2 separate regions of the Sus scrofa genome follow, and region 1 is linked to region 2. The links are chromatin contacts, called in public Hi-C maps. All regions are on one chromosome and are shown on one strand. The core of a region is the stretch at or near the end of the contact, and the rest is flanking DNA. Distances in the headings are between cores, read along the strand shown.

Region 1 (5,722 bases), core at 429-2,928, 200 kb before region 2:
ATGCAAGCAGGGCTGAAGAATTAACAGCCGCCCCTTAGACGGAGGACCACGTGCAGCGTCGACTCTTTCTGAATGCTGCAATCAGAGAGTCTGGCCATCTTCTGGCTGTTGGCCTGCAAAGACGAGCCTCTGCTGGCCAGGGGAGATGCCTTCCTTATCCTGGATCTGGGCCTTCGGGTTCTCAGCGGGGTCACTGGGCTCCACCTCCAGGAGGACGGTCTTGCTGATCAGAGTCTTCACCCGGGTGCTGCATATCACCCCTCAGAGGCAGGACCGGTAGCAAGGTTGACTCTTTCTGGATAAGTTCTTTTTTTCCACGTTTTTTGTTTTCTTTTGTTTTCTTTGTATTCCCCGAGAGGGGCTTTAAGACTCTGCAGACAATTAATTACCTACCCTAGTCTTTAGCCTTCACCTTTTACCTGAGGTTAACTTCTACTGGATTAATTTGGCACTGCCATGCATAGAGGTTGAAGGCATCATCTTGGATGTGCAAAGACATTCTAAGAGACCTATTAGATTATAAGAGGTTTTTGCTCTCAAAACTGAGGGTAGGATTGGATATTAACATGAACCACCCTTTGGCTTTCTTCTGGGTTTTTTTTACGGGTTCTTCTGTGCTTAAAACATGAGCCCTGGATCTTCAGAATAAAGATCAGGTAAAATTGCAGGATAGAAAAGAGTGGTGTAAATGCATTCCATCTAGCTATGAGGGCTTCATGAAATAAAGGTTTTTTTTTTTAAATTTTGGTTTTTGTTGGTTTGGTTTTGGTTTTGGTTTTGTTTTACCCCTCTCTCGCTCGTGTGACCGTCCCTAGCGGGTTCTGAGCCACTTGACCATTCTGGATCTCTTCACTGAGCCGAGGAACAGCCATGTCCCCTCCTCCACCCAGGGCATCCCCTCGTACCTCTGCCTCCAGGCAGCCAACAGCCACAGAGTGAGGATGGAGCAGGGGGTCCAGGAGGCAGTGGTGCATGTCACTTTTATCCCCTCAGCAGACAGAACTTGGTCACCTGGCTCCAGCTCCATGCCAGGGGGTCGGGAGATGTGGTCCAGGAGCCACTGTCAAGGAAGAGGCTCAGCTCGGGCAGGCGGTGTTCCTCAGAGGGCTTTGCTGCTGCCCTGCATCGCCATCGCTGGATGTGGCAGGTGATTAGCAAAACTAAAACTTCTCTGGCCCGAACCAAGACCTCATGAGGCAGAAATAGCCAAAGATGGGGCCCAGGGGTCTGCACGTTCATAAGCCACCCAGCCTATGCCTTCGACATCCTGATGTTTGAGATTCACTCGCCAAGCAAGGAGGGGCTGAAGTTCTTTGGAAATGAACATGATAAATGCTCCACTGGTCCTGCTTTCTCTACCTCTGGCGCCTTTTCAAAGAGAAATTAAATTAATAACTTGTTGATTTGTAACTCTTGCCCTTTAAGCATGTAAGCGCTCGGCACGCGGGATGTCAGAATCATTAGTCAGTACATCAATACTCTTAAGGAGTCTGTTCGCTTCGCAAATAAAGCAAAGGCAAGGTTGTTTTTCCCTCTGTCCTTGGCTGGTGCCCTCTGTGACTGGAAGCATGCCGGCTGCCCGGGAAGGCTGGTGATGGATGGCTCCTCCACTTAGCTGCCTGTGACCCTTGGTAGCCTCTTCCCTTTCCTCGTCCTCTTCCTTTTCCTGGTGACCAATCTCTCTCTGCAGGGCTTGGCATCCTTAGAAGTGTTACACAAAGAAGTTCGCCTGTGCTGGACGTCAGGGGTGGAGGACTCTGTGGCGTTGTTCCTGTTTCTCCTGTTATCGTTTGCTTGAATAATTCCAATTTCCTTATATTCCCGTGGGAAACGGGAAGCCTTTTCTAAAAACTCCTGTCGGTGGCACACAGTGTGGGTCGCAGATAGCACTGTTTAGAGAGAACTCAGGGCCAAAGCTGGAGGCTCTTTGATTCACACAAGATAGGGCTGTTTCTATAGTTACCCTGGTATCAAACTTGTATTCCTAGCTCCAAATATTTAAGGGAAGAATCTACTATCCAAAGATGGGGAAAATGGAATATTCCTCAGAAGAAGGAGACTTTAAGGTTTCTGGGTCTATGTCTATATATGAAACGTGGGAAGAGGGTGTAGCCCAGAGAGTGAGCCCATTCTGGTCAATTTTCACAGATTGATAAGAAGCGCAAGATAAAGGAGCTTTTCATTGAGAACTTATTAGGTGGCAGTCACTTGACATCCTTTATTTCTCATAACACTCAGGTAAGGAAGACATCAATGTGCCCGTCTTACAAAAGAAAAAACTGAAATCTCAGGGGATTGGGTAGCTTGAGGGAGTCCAGTGCTGGGGGCAACTGAGCAAGGAGTCAATTCAATTCTGATAGTTCTTGAGGTCCAGTGGCGTGTTCACAGCAGGTGAATGGGTTTTGGAGGACAAATGCATGCCGTCACAGTCTCGGAAGACAGGAACAGCATTTCAGGCAGAGGGAACAGCCAGGGTCGAGGAGGAGCGGCAGTGCAGAGTGTGTCTGGGAAATGTCTGCTGCAACCGTGCGGTGGGAAGATCAGGGCTGGGACTGGAAATGATGTCTCTCCGTGATTCTGCAGCCAATGAGGAGAAGACTTGGGAGTTGTAAAGTGGGGGTTCAGCATGATAATACCTGTGATTGGAAGGAGGCCTGGTCTCAGCGAGAAAATCAATGGAGTCACGTGGGCCTGGGCTTGACTTCAGTCTACGAGGGAGAGAAAGACTTGACTTATCACTCATCCTGTATTCTTTGAATGAGGGTGGTTTTTTTTTTTTTTTTTTTTTTTTGGCCACACCCTCATCATGAAGAAGTTCCCTAGGCCAGGGATCGACCCGGAGCCACAGCAGTGACAATTCCGAATCTACTAGCCCAGCAGGAAACATTACCCATCCCATATTCATTGAACCTCTGTAGCTCTGGCTTTTCCTCGGGCCCCAGGGATCTGCATTTTAATAAGCCTCACAGAGAACACTTGTTACTGCCTGGAGACATTTTCAGCTGTCACAACTAGACAGGAGGGCTGCTGACATCTACCAGGTAGGGATCAAGGATGCTGCTAAACATCAGTGTCGAGGACGGCCCCCCACAACAGGGAATTATTGAGCCCAGCTATCTATGGTGCCATAGTTGAGAAACCCCACCAGACAGTGATTCAGGGTAAAACTGGCTGGGCGTTGACTGAAACAGTCCCCACATTTTTTTTTTCCACCTCTTTCTAGCAATTTAGTGAATCTAAATTTCCTTATCTGTAAAGTAGATATAAGATAATAGGAGTTTCTGATATGGCTCAGCAATTTAAGAACCCAACATTGTGTCTTTGAGAATGAGATTTGATCCCTGGCCTCGCTCCAGCGTTGCTGCAAACTGCAGCATAGGTCACAGATGTGACTCAGATCTGGCATTTTGGTGGCTGTGGCACAGGCCTACAGCTGCAGCTCCAATTTGACTCCTGGCCTGGGAACCTCCATAGATGGCAATTGCAGCCATAAAAAGAAAAAAAATGATAATAGAAAAAAATCTGGTTGTAGGACAAACAATTTTGTGAACTGTCTGATGATTATTTTTAATATATACTTTTTTTTTTTTGGTCTTTTTATGGCTACACACAAGGCATATGGAGGTTCCCAGGCTGGGGGTCAAATCGGAGCTGTAACCAACAGCCACAGCCACAACCACAGCAATGCAGGATCTAATCCATGTCTGCAACCTACACCACAGCTCACGGCAACACCAGATCCTTAACCCACTGAGCAAGGCCAGGGATGGAACCGGCATCTTCATGGATACTAGTCAGATTCATTTCCGTTGCGCCACGACGGGAATGCCCTAATACCTACCTTCTTTACAGACTTAAGGTCAAGCAAGGGGGACACCCTCCTGGCCCCAGTGGAGTAACCTGCATGGTGGGGTGGGTGGGTGGGTAGGGGTGGTTCTTCTTAGGTCACGTGCCAACTACCTTTCAGCTACGAAATCCTTGTTTCAGGACTAATGCCTGCCTTTTTGGCAAATTATTTTAGATTGATTTTTTTTTTTTTTTTTTTTTTTTGTAGCTGTAATTCTGCTCCTGGGGTATCCAATTTTTTTCACTGGGCAGATATGGATCCTTGTGGTAGAGAACAACGGTGTTGCCAAGGTCAATATACTGCTGGATATGAAATAAATTCACCAGGCGTAACTTAGTCCACACTCGTGGCTCACTGCCAATATTGCCTCAGCGTTGTCGAGGCTCTCATTGGATAAGCTGGGCATGAAACTAGTGCTCTTTGAATGAGGTCATTTTTAAACTCTGCCCAGGAACCAGAGAGCATTTGGATGCAGGGGGGACCAAGGATGCTGCGTGGTTCACCTGGACTTTTACAGAGGAACAAACAGGGGGCCAGAGACGTTGAGACATCTGCTTGAGGTCGCACAGTTGATACTTGGCAGCCTCTAGACCTTGTGTATAAGGGTGTGGGCATTTAAAAATCACAAAACCCCTTGTGGCTAGGTTAGGGCTTAGGAGAGTTTCACGCTGTGTGTGTTTTCTCCGTATTTATAGGACAGCAAGGGCCACGTTGCCAGACAGGTTTGGGTCTCTGCATCCTGTCTCCATGATGGGCTGGCTGCTCTGAGAGATTTTTTCTCATCTGTTAAATGGGGATAATTCTAGTGCTTGTCTTCAAATTGGAGAGGAGGAATTTTTTTTTTAACTTGCATTAAGCATTTTGCATAGTGCCTGACACATTTTAAGAGCTCTCTCTATATTAGCTATGACTATTCTTTTTAGAATTGCTACTCTTATTGTCATTTCATGATGGAATGTGCCTGGCACAAAGCAGGTTTTCAACAAAGATGATTTCTCTTTGTATTTTTGAGTAACTTCTCGGCCACTCAGTCATTGTGTGATTTTTTTTCTTTAAATGATTTTTATTTTTTTCATTATAGCTGGTTTACCGTGTTCTGTCAATTTTCTACTGTACAGCAAGGTGACCCAGTCACCCATACATATATACATTCTTTTTCTCCCATTATCATGCTCCGTCATAAGTGACTAGATATAGTTCCCAGTGCTATGCAGCAGGATCTCATTGCTTATCCATTCCAAGGGCAATAGTTTGTATCTATTAACCCCAAATTCCCAGTCCATCCCACTCCCTCCCCCTCCCTCCTGACAACCACGAATCTGTTCTCCAAGTCCATGATTTTCTTTTCTGTGGAAAGGATCATTTGTGTCCTATATTAGATTCAAGATATAAGTGATATCATACAGTATTTGTCTTTTTCTTTCTGACTTACTTCACTCAGTGTGAGAGTCTCTAGTTCCATCCATGTTGCTGCAAATGGCATTATTTTGTTCTTTTTTCTGGCTGAGTAGTATTCCATTGTACATATATATACCACATTTTCTTAATCCTTTCCTCTGTCGATGGACATTTAGGTTGTTTCCATGTCTTGGCTCTTGTGAATAGTGCTGCAATGAACTCTACCCAGCAAGAGTATCCTTTAAAATAGAAGAGGAAATAAAGAATTTCTCCAACAAACAAAGGCTAAAAGAGTACAGCAATACTAAACCTATTCTCAAAGAAACACTGAAAGGGCTTCTCTAAATAAAGAAGAAGTAATAGGATGGGGAAGTCACAATTGGAAAGCAATCACTTAAATAAGCCAGCATATGGATCTAAAAGGGAAAAAAAAATCCATTTTCTTAGCTCAGTTTCCTCATCTGTAAAATGGTAAAA
Region 2 (5,779 bases), core at 667-3,166:
GGTTTTAGAACCATGGTCACCATTTTCTTGCTCACTGTTGGCCAATGACAGCTCTCAACATTTTTTTTTTTTTTTGTCTTTTTAGGGCTGCATCCATAGCACATGGAGTTTCCCAAGCCAGGGGTCACATTGGAGCTGCAGCTGCTGGCCTACTCCACAGTCACAGCCACAGCAATGCCAGATCCAAACCATAACTGAGACCTATGCCACAGCTGGCAGCAACGCCAGATCCTTAACCCCCTCAGTGAGGCCAGGGGTTGAACCTGTGTCCTCCCAGACACCATTGGGTCCTTAAGCTGCTGAGCCACAATGGGAACGCCACTCTCAGCTTTTTTCTCTTCTATGACCAGCCAGAGAAAATTCTCTGCCTTTAAAGGACTCACGTGATTGGCTCAAACCCACTAGGGATGGAACCCACAACCCCATGGTTCCTACTCGGGTGCGTTTCCGCTGTGCCATGATGGGAACTCCTGACTTTTCATCTGAATGGTATGTTCCCAAGTTTCATTTAGTTGGATTGCGTGAGGATGTTTCTGCCCCTTTGGGCTGTATCATGGTCAGGGACCGCTGATTCTAAAGCATAAGGTAGAAGGATGCAGATATGTTGGGTGGCAGGAGGGTCTCTGGTGTTGTTTTTATTTGCATGCGTCCTTCTTCCAATTCTGTATCCTCTGCCACTTGTTGAAATGGTGGAGAAAGGTTAAGTATTCAGCCATGGAGGAGAGCGTGGCTTTGGAGGAGAGGCCGGGATTCCAGTCCCTACTTCTGTACTTACTTGCTGTGTGGCCCTGGCCATGCTCCTTAGCCTTCGGAGCCTGCTTTCCTGCCTCTTTGCTGGAGACACCGCCGTGGCGGGGGATCTTTGCGAGCAGCAAACGAGAGGCGTGCCGTTCCCGGCATGTCGTAGGGATCCTGTAAATGGTGGCTGTTTTCGTTGCTTCCATCATCAAGTTTTAAGAAAACAAGTATTGCATTCATTCCCAGAGGTGATGTTTAAATGCAGTTTGGTAACCCGAAAGCACAGAAAACAAACGTATAGCTATCAAGGGGGAAAAGGCGGGTGTAAATTAGGAATTTGGGATGAACTCATACACAGTACAGTGTATAAAATAGATGATCAACAGGAACCTACTGTACAACCCAGGGAACTCGACGCAATATTTTTTTTTTTTGGTCTTTTGTCCTTTTAGGGCTGCACCTGATGCACATGGAGGTTCCTGGGCTAGGGGTCAAATTGGAGCTGTTGTTGCCAGCCTCCGCCAGAGCCACAGCCACCGTCAGATCTGAGCCACGTCTGCAACCTACACCACAGCTCACGGCAACACCGGATCCTTAACCCATTGACCGAGGCCAGGGATTGAACCCGCAACCTCATGGTTCCTAGTCGGATTCGTTGGTGCTGAGCCACGATGGGAACTCCTCCATCAATATTTTTCAATAATCTCTAAGGGAAAAGAATCTGAAAAAAAATACGTGTGTGTGTATTGAATCATTTTGCGATACACATCACACCAATACAACATTGTAAATCGACAATAATTCAATGTTTTAGAAGAAAGAAAGATAAACCAGGAGCAGATTGTGTTTTCCTGCTTCCCCTCCACTGAGCCTAGAGGAAGGTGAATGTTAAGATCAGCTTTGATTAAGGGACAGAAAGAAAAAGCAGCAGAGGGCCAGTCCGTTCCTCCCTCCCTCGCTCCCTGCACTGAGCCTCCACTCTGGTCAGGCTGGTGGGCAGGCATTCTGGGGAAGGTCTTCCGCTGCCCCCACCTCTGAGGCTTTCTTCCCATCAGCTCCTCCTTCTGGAACATTCTCAGGCCCCTCCCCCATGTCCCACTTCCTTCCCTGCCCACCCACTCTCGGTGGCTGCACGCTGTAAAGGTTAGGCGCACAGGGCTGAAGGCAGCCCGGGGACATTCACGTCCTGCCCCTTGCAGGTCACGTGACAGCAGAGAGGTCACTCAACTTCTGTTGGCCTCGTCTTGGAAAGGGACGTGAAAATACAATCGAATTGACCTTAACCTTGTAGTGTTGTTGTTGTGCGGATCCGATGAGTAAGTAAAGGTGGAAGATTCGTGCTTGGTTGTAGCAAATGCTTGAGAAGCTTCAGCGCGCACTGTTGTCGCAAGGCACCCTTACTGTCGCCTTTCAGCCTCAAGTTCCCCACCCTCCTCCTCCTTCCCTTCTTCCCACCCTCTTCCCTTCCTTCCCTCGCTCTGTTATTCCCTCCCTTTACTCTCCAATGTCGTCGTGATCTCAACAATTAAAAGGATCATTCATCCACAGTCCCTCCACTGAGATTGTTTTATTTTTGTCTTATTTCTCAGGTCTTGACCACATGGGTGAAAAGGATGGAACTCTGAGGTTAAAAAAAAAATCCCCTGAGTACCAATTATTGCATTTTTGCAAGGCCTTGAAAAGATGCAGTTTTGTATTTCGTATTTTTTTAATTTTCTGCATGGTGGGTGTGTATGTTTATCACAGCTGGGTGATAAACTCAGAGATGATGTTTTATGGTTCTTGGGTTTCTTATCACGGAGACTTGGGAAAGCCTAATCAACCACAAGCTTTAGCCCTATCGTTGTTTGAAAATAAGAGCACTCGAGCAGATAGAAATAAAAAATGTTCTTGGGGTTTGGGACTGGCATATGGACACTGAGGTAAATGGAATGATTGGCCAATGGGGACCTGCTGGAGGGCACAGGGAATGCTACCCAGTGTTCTGTGATCCTCTATGTGGGAAAAGAATCTGGAAGAGAATGGATGTGCACATGTATCACTGAATCACTTTGACGTACAGTAAAACGTTCTCAAAAAGAAAAAAATATATCTTTACAAAGAGAAAGGCTAGATTAGAAAATGGGACCTTAGGCTCATGCCTCAAAGGAGCTTTCCTCTCCAAGACCCCAGAAAAGCCACACTTTGCTGTCCCATGTGGACAGGGAAACGTTCCTTTATCCTTGCATCCATCCCCCATGCCAGCCCTGCCCTGGCAGCCATGGGGCCAGGAGGAGCAGAGCATGGGTCCTTTAACAAGAGGATGGGGCCAGGCTGGATTTTCTCAGTGGCTCCTGCAGAATTTACCCAAGCACTCACTCTGCATCTCCTGACACAGAGGAGAAGGGGGCCCGAGAAAGACCCAGGACCTTAAGTGATCCTTCCTCCACTTAGAAACCTAAAGCCCAGGACAAGGAGCCCCCCTGGACCCCCAAAACCCCAGCAGGGCCCAACATTAGACTTGACCCACCACCACATATTTAGACACACGTACACTGGACACTTGAGAACCCAGTGGGAGTAAGAATACCCCCGAATCAATAACGTGTTCCATTTGTTGTATGTCAATTACACCTCAGTACTGGTGAAAAAGAAAAGAATTGACCAGCAGGCCTGGCACAAAATAATTGCTCAACAAATGTGAACTCTTGAGTTGACTTTTTCTGGGTCCCTATGGAGAAGATCGATGCCCCAGCAATTCGTCCTTAACTGAACCCCACAGCGATTTAGAATCTATAGAATCGAGACGCGCTCCCTGGACTCCTGTGTCATTGTGTGGCAGGCTGTGCCACCCTGCCCCGGGGACTTCCGATGTGGGACTGACCTCCAAAATCACCATTTTGGAGCTCAGTCCCCAATCACCGCTGGCCTTCTCTGTCCACCGCTGGTCCATCATTATTTCAGATGCTGTGGGGAATGGCTGTCTCTACCGTTGAGGCATTTCCCAGACCCCTCCATGGAAATTTTACAGAGATCCCTCTTCTAATCCAGACAGTCCCAAATATATCTGCCAAACATGGTGAAAATATGTCCAGCCATGTCCCAGTGTTTCGGTAATAGGACAAGTAGAATATGAAATATTATTTATTAAATTTATTTACGTGGCTCATATGAAATTAGAGTGCATGCTCTGGTTTGACTGGACGGATCCAGTTTCTCTTCATTTTCCTGGCATGCCATCTGGTTTTGTATTTGTCAGAACAAAAAACTCTGGTTGAGCCCTGTAATTATAAGGAACAAGATATTTGATCTAAAACCAAAATATGTTGTGGAGCCACGTGGAATCAACTAGAACCTCAGGTTAGTAAGCTCGCAGATCTTTTCCAAGGAAGGGTCTTACCTAATAGGGGCCGGCATGGCCAAGCTGCTGAGTTGAAGCGCTGAACCTGGGGCACGGGGATTGCAATCCTGGTCTCTCCCCGGCGAGTGTCACTCAGCTTGGGTCACCTTTCCCGCCCACTTCAGGCATCCTTTCTTGCCATTTGTCCTTGCAGTGCTTACCCATGCTCTTCAGTGCTTTTTCCCCATTCTGTTTTGTTGGTCCTGAATCATTTCTAACTTGTTAACATCTTGTATGCACATCTGCTCTCTTGTTGTGATTTAGTTAGGTGAGCTCGGGAGACCCTTCGCAGCGTGGGAAAGTTCAGCTGTGCTGCCCCACTTTAGGTCACCCCTGACCTCTGTCCATCCTGCCTCCCTTCCTCTTCCCCAACCCCCGCACCCCAGTGGCTGCCTTCCTCCTGAGTTTAGTGATTATGCCAAGCGCTTCATAAGTATTAAAACATGCAAACCTCCAGGACCCTATCAACATATGCATTATCCTGTCCCCACTTGCAAATGAACCTGAGTCTCTGTGAGGTCATGGAACATTCTCCCTCCCTGCTTGTAAGAGAAAGGCCAAGAAACAAAGCTCAGCTTAGCAAATTCCAAGACCAAAGGCAGGTCTCTGTTCTTGCTATCCATCTGGCACCCGGATCCCTCCACACCCTCAACGCTAAATACACACCCCGCATCCAAGCATCCTTCCTTGCCTTGGCTCTCATGCTCCTCCGTTCTTTCTGGTTTTCTTACAGTGTTTATGGCTTAGACCCTATGCTTTTATACAATCAGGCATCATGTCATTCTTAGATCACTCTTGACATGCCTCTCACTTCTGGCTTCTCAGTTAGACTGTCTAATTCTCAAAGGTAGAACTGTTTGCCTTTCTGGTTTCTGGCACTTAGCAGTGTGCCCTGTGTGTCCTTAGGGATGGTGAATGACACTCACTGGTTGATGGAGTGCCCTCCTTTGTGAAGCCCCCACTGCACCGGCCCCGGTGACTTGTACAAACAGGGACACACGAGGCCACCTGCTCTGACCCAGGCTCGGTCACCAGTGGGCACTGTGACCCTGGCGTAGAGACTTTGCCTTTAGGTATGTCAGATTCTTCCCAGAAAAACGCAGCTGGACTCACTCTCCACTCTCAAGCGATGTGGAGATGGAGCAAAGCAAAAGAAAACACCCTGCCATCCTGTCTTATTCTCCCACCTCGCCATCTGCCAGGACTTTCACGTAGCTCTTGGACATTGAGTTGGGGACACTCCAGAATAAGGTGGGCTGGGTTTAGCAACAGAGAAAAAATGCATTTAGATTCATTTGCAGATGAGGAGTTCCAACATGCAGACACACCTCTTGTTAAGCACACCCCTCTCTTTACGGGGAGAAGGAGTGTGTCAGGTGTGCAGACATGATGCTCTTCGGTTACAAAACACTCTTCCTCTAGCTTCATGTGGGTAGGAAACCTCCTTCTTCTTATTATTATTATTATTTATAAAAGCTTAGCAAGCACCTGTCAATATGCCAAATAGTCCCTCCTCATCTGATAATCATCTTTGTTTAATCAAGCACAGGCAGATATACAAACATTATCTCAGATATATTACGGAATCCTAAGCAATCTTCTAATAAAGAAATGGGGAGATCTACGTATGGAGAGATCAAGTCAGGCATTGATTTATTTTTA

The links. A called contact is a pair of places that touch in the nucleus more often than the background predicts.
Region 1: a Hi-C map of liver shows a contact between it and region 2, with 7 times the contacts expected there. The contact joins two enhancer-like sites. A contact is called at or near these places in 2 of 47 Hi-C or Micro-C datasets (epiblast stem cells and liver).

The regions. Positions count from the first base shown.
Region 1 is chr8:12,000,822-12,006,543 of Sscrofa11.1, reverse strand. The region is part of intron 1 of LDB2 (LIM domain-binding protein 2); the gene reads left to right. Among named protein-coding and RNA genes, the nearest start is that of LDB2, 34 kb to the left of the region's middle. Within about 2 kb of position 1,678, at least 10 of the 83 cell types and tissues checked have an H3K27ac peak or open chromatin away from gene starts, as enhancers often do. A contact at or near this core is called in liver, where this site is marked.
Region 2 is chr8:11,803,283-11,809,061 of Sscrofa11.1, reverse strand. The region is part of intron 2 of LDB2 (LIM domain-binding protein 2); the gene reads left to right. Among named protein-coding and RNA genes, the nearest start is that of TRNAA-AGC, 230 kb to the right of the region's middle. Within about 2 kb of position 1,916, at least 2 of the 83 cell types and tissues checked have an H3K27ac peak or open chromatin away from gene starts, as enhancers often do. A contact at or near this core is called in liver, where this site is marked.